2 separate regions of the Sus scrofa genome follow, and region 1 is linked to region 2. A link is a contact called in public targeted proximity ligation data. All regions are on one chromosome and are shown on one strand. The core of a region is the stretch at or near the end of the contact, and the rest is flanking DNA. Distances in the headings are between cores, read along the strand shown.

Evidence for each region.
Region 1: a contact with region 2 is called in a targeted proximity ligation map of skeletal muscle. A contact is called at or near these places in 12 of 47 Hi-C or Micro-C datasets (embryonic fibroblasts, epiblast stem cells, fetal heart ventricle and 7 more) and 2 of 2 datasets of targeted methods (alveolar macrophages and skeletal muscle).

What each region holds. Positions count from the first base shown.
Region 1 is chr5:91,509,614-91,512,313 of Sscrofa11.1, forward strand. The region is part of intron 4 of LOC102159901 (a long non-coding RNA gene); the gene reads left to right. Among named protein-coding and RNA genes, the nearest start is that of DCN, 170 kb to the right of the region's middle.
Region 2 is chr5:90,447,767-90,450,466 of Sscrofa11.1, forward strand. LOC110260821 (a long non-coding RNA gene) reads left to right here. Exons shown (of 3, transcript XR_002344330.1): 3 at 612-2,473. Among named protein-coding and RNA genes, the nearest start is that of PLEKHG7, 140 kb to the left of the region's middle.

The DNA.
Region 1 (2,700 bases), core at 153-2,652, 1.1 Mb after region 2:
GAGATAAGGTACAGCTAGTACTCACAGCCTCTTCTACTGCAACCACCCATCCTAAACTAAGCATTAGGCACACCCTTAGGGGTTGTGTAAGCATTTGGTGATGAATTCCTTTAACTGGCCCTTGGCCAACATGATAAAGCCAAAACTATAAAACTCACAAAAGTACTGCAATAGGACAGAATCCACATTCTTTCTAGACAGAGAATGTTGAAAACTGCATATATACCATCCTTTGGGGATTTCGTTGTTTAGGAACATAATTCCCTAGGTTAATTTTTTCCCCCATAGGAGACTATTTTAAAGTGAGTGCAAAAAAAAGTTTTTTACAGTGTATATTACCTCTCTAGTTTTCGTATTATTTGTTAGAATAGGATACTCCTCTCAGCAAACCACCTCCATGTTTTACGGCAACATATCTATTGAGGCTCATAAATGCAGTTAAGACCAATAATTAGCAAATGCAATATTTTATGACTATGCATTTCCTTAAACAGGTGACTCTTAAGTACTGCTCTTATTATCACACCTGATCACACAATAAAAATATAATTTCATTTTACTGAAATGTTTGATTTATGCAGGTCTTTTACGTCATGCCAAGAATAAAGGATAATTAAGATTTCACTCAATAATCATTTATCAGAAAAGCTATATTGAAGACAAAAAAATGCATTGAACTTGAAGTTTTCTGGGAAAAGAACATGTAAACAATGCATTTGCAATCTGTATTTTCTTGTCAACAGTGTTCTGGACTTGGTAACCTGTATGCATTTCCTATACAAGAAGTTAAAGTGTGTGTCCTTGTGTCTTACCTCCTGCTTGGAGCCTTTGAAGTGTCATACCATCCCTGAATTATCACCTGCTTAATAAAGCCAGTTTTAAACCATGAAATGGCTTATGAGCTGCTATGTGTTACATAACATTTCCAATGGTTACTGTAGCAACATTTTGTCCTGTACAGCATTTCAGTCCCATGTGAAGTAGACTGTATTGTTATAGGATGCTTTGTCCCATAGTAATGACCGCAGTGAAGCTTAAGAGTTTCAAACACTGACTCCCCACTCCCTTTTGTCCTACCTGAAAGGCACCTACCAAGCCCATTTTCTCCTTTCATTTAAGATTAAAAGGAAGGACGCTCTGAAGAGGTTCGTCTGCTGTGCAACAGCGACCCCTACAGGCGAAATGCCTTGGTGGTGCTAAAACCTCCCAAAATTCCATGTTTCTGCTTCAAATCAAGTCCCACTTTATCATGGGAGTCATCACAACATTAATCCAGAACTGCGTTTACTTTGAGAACATGGGATATTTGTGATTCCCAAAAACCAAAGTCCAAAGCTTTAGGAGCTTTACTACTTACTCTCCACCTCACACAAGTCTTTGTCTTCTCTTTGTACCATGTAAGGGAATCGTGATTGAGTTGCTTTCTATTCATCAGCAAGTCAACGTAATAGCATATTTGTGCATAGTCAGAACACAACGCCTTTGATTTTCTCTTTTTTTGAGCAGAGAAAACGCTCGGAAAATAAGTTAAAATATCAGGAAGGAAGAAAAAAAATCCTAGCGCACTTGCTTTTCTGGGTTTGCAAATGTGTGTAGCTCAGGCACCCGATGATTCATCCCCTGAAAGTCTGAGCACTCCATTTGTTTTGTAGATTTCACTACCCCCTTTGTTCTGCTTCAAACCTTTCAGAGGACTGAAATGCATTATTACCTTGTTAAATCTCAACCGAAATCGCTTCTACAGCCTGAAGCTGTTTTGACGTGGGTTGAGCATCTCACACACAAAAGAATTGCTTTTGTTCCCAGAAGCTCTCATTGGCTAAGTGGCCTTTGTACCGAGCCAATCAGAAGCTAGTTGTTAGGCTTCGCTGGCTATTTTTAGCCTCACTCGCAAAAATACTTGGTCTTGGAGAAGGTAGGCTGCAGAATGAAAGTAGCATGTTAAAGCAAACAGCTAAATACATTTTGCATGTCGAGGCATGTCTGGCATTTTTTTTTTAATTTTTCATGCGTTGTTATATTAGCATGTGTTTCTGTAAACAATAAATTTAGGAATAGAACTGCATTTTCAGTTAAGAATTTTTCTTTTAGCAAAGAGGCACTAAGTCTAAGAAAGAGTCAGTATTGCTTTTTTTATCCAAAAGCATCTGGTTTCACAAACTCACAAAAACGCCAGTTACATATAGGGAATACTAAGGGTTCTTTTTTTTTTTTTTTTAAGAATTTCTATGAATTTCCATTTTGAGTTAATAGAAATTTTCAATGACTTGTTAATCATGAATTATAAAGTCACAAAATCATTCTCTTGCTTGACCTTTAAAGATCTATATAATTCTCCAAACAGGTATGCACATGGTGTGTAGCAATTAAAATCATAAATATTCAGTATGTTTTATGCACAGTGATAAAGCATTCTCTTGATCGTGTTCTTTCATTTGAGCCATTACTCAGTAGACACAAGAAGTATTCTCCCCAAATGCTCTTGAAGTGACAAAGCATTAGAACACACAATTTGTTAATTATCCAATATTATTAGGAAATGAAAGTTACCAAATGAGAAAAGTTGGGCCCTGAACTTTGGTTTTCCATCAGCCGCCTGTTTCACTGGGCAAAAAGGAGGCAGAGTCGAATTGAACCAAAGTTTCATAACTTAAAGCATTTTATTTGCAGGAAGAGAGCCCTCTTCCTGGGGGGAGGTGG
Region 2 (2,700 bases), core at 130-2,629:
ATATTGTGTAATGCTAACATGTCATGAAATATCACCAATCTGATATTTACAACCATTTAAAAATATAAAAGCCATTCTTCTTAACTTGGGGCTGTATAGAAACAGGCAGTGGGCAAGATTTGGCCCATGGGCTGTGGTTTGCCTGTCCTCATCTTTTCCTGCCCTCAGACATTAGTGCTCCTGGTTTTAGGGCTTTTGAACTCAGACCAGGAATTCAGCCATCAGCCTCCTCAATTCTCAGACCTTCGGACTTAGACACCACCACCCTTCCTGGTTATCCAGGTTGCAGACAGAAAATCCTAGGACTTAGATTCCGTATCTGTACCAGCTCATTCGTATAATCTCTCCCTCTCCCTCTCTCTGACTCTCGTTCTCTCTCTCTCTGTTTCATTGCTTCTCTTTCTCTGGAGAACCATGACTGAAACAAGAGGAACTGGAGTTCAGAAATAGGTATATGGAAGGAAGGGATTTCAGATTAAGGACGTGCAGTACTCTGACTCAGGAACTCTAAGTTATTTGGTACAGCCAAGGTACTGGGAAGTAGGAAAAAGGCAGGCAGGAGAGGTGGGTTAAGAATGGCCAGTAACAAAGGATCTTGTGTGTTACTCTAGGGATGTTGGACTCATCATGTGGGTGTGGGGAAACACTAAAGAACTTCAAGCAGTGGGGCTGTATGACCACTCTGGAAATGGACGTGGGGGAATAGTGGGAGAGTGAAACAAGTCTGGGAAAAGGGAGGCCACTTAGAACATGACTGCGAAATCCCAGGAGGGAGATAATGAAGCCCTGCTTGCAGTTCTGGGCATTGAAATCTCAATGTGTTGCCCTTTAAGCTTTGCTAACAGGGATTTTCTGTTTAAATATCTGGCGAACTACCCTGTGGACTTGACTGAAGCACTCCAGACAAGGCATAACTATGGCTCATAAATAGTTTCTATAGTGTATGAGGATCAATGGAGCATTAAGGAGGCCTTTCTTCTGATGGGCGTGATCTAAAGGCAGAACAGTAGGCACAGACGGAACTCTCATTGATTGCATGCCAACTGTGTATCAGGAACAGTGCCAATTTCATGTACTTCGTTTACTTTGATTAATTTAATCATGGCAGCCACTCTCTGAAGAAGTCACTGTTCACTCATTTTGGAGATGAGAGAATTAAAGAAAACTGAAGCTTGTAGGGTAATGTGATTTGACCGGTATCATGTATTCTATCAGTTACCTTTTGCCACAGTCATGCTACATACAAATAATTGCAAAACCTAGCCTTAAAATAGTAACTAGTTATTTAGTTCATAAATCAGCTGGACTGAGCTGGGAAGTTCTTCCGGTCTGAGCTGTGCTTACACGCCTGGGAGTCAGTTGACTGTCAGCAGATTAGGATTGTTTCAGCTGGGAAAATTAGGAGGCCTTAGCTATGTCCTCCTGGCCTCTCAGCATCCAGTAGGCTAGCCCTGGCATGTTCTCATGGCAGTGGCTGAAGACAAGAGCACAACTGGAAACATGCAAGCATCTTTTTAACCCTCTGCTTACAATATGTCTGGTAACAACCTGTTGGCCAAAGCAAGTCGTTTGGTAGTGCCTAGCATCAGAACTTGGACACAGGAAAGGGTGAAGAATTGGGAGATTAATGCAGTCTATCAACTTGTCTAGTAAATGCTAAGATTTAAACCCAAGGTCCCAGCAGACCAATTTTTGTGCACCATGGTAGTTTCTAAAAAGAAACTCCATTTAAATTAGTCCTAGGAAATGTCATCATTCATTTAAAAGAAAGGTGCATTTATTTAATCATCTGCGTCTTTGTTTTATTTACAATTCATCCTTTGGCCCAAGATGGATTTGACTCAATTCATTTATTCTTATATGTTGCTTTGTAAAGAAGGAGATGGTAAGGAGAGAAGAAGCCCAATGCCATTTTTACTGATAGGAAACTTAGTGGCCACTGGACGCTACAAACCTCTGTAAAGGATGATTCTACATGTCTATAGCTTTATCCTTTTGCTGTTGTTTGGATGTTTCCAAGAAGAGATGGATGAAATGAGATGACTATGGCTAATTTGCATTAAAAAGACTCTCTTAGAGTGGCAGGTCTGCCCAAGAAGATCGCAAGTTCAATATAAAAGGTCAGAAATATTTGTCTACCAACCACGATAGTGTAGCTAAGGAGTGCTGGGATTGTTCCTGCTGGCCCAGGAAGCCTTGATTTATGAATGCATTCTTCTTCTTCTTCTTTTTAAAGAAAAGTTGTGACCAACCCTTTTGTGCCAGCAGGAGAAAAGAATAAGACTTGACCTCCTTTGTTCCAACAACAGTCTGCAACTGCCTCTTTCCATTGTCACAATGTGTATCATCTGTCAGTCGTCAGCTCTCCTTCCAGGACTGAGCTGCATTCTCCTTGTGTTATCACTTTGTTACATGGTGTCTTTTCTCATCTGGTTTTGGAATTTAAAGGGAAAATAAAAGACCATGAAAAATGTGTAAGTTGGATGCTATTCATTCACTTATTTATAAATAAATGGATACTGACAGGCACCTCATCAGAAAATGTTTACTCTATGAACAAGTGTTGATGACATGGGCTGAAAGACACAGTCTGGTGCCCCCAGGACCAGCTGCTCCTTCAGTACTTACCATTGTGCTGCCTCACTTTCGTTTTGGCTTGGCACGTACATTTTCAGGCTGCCTTACATTGTATCTCCAGGA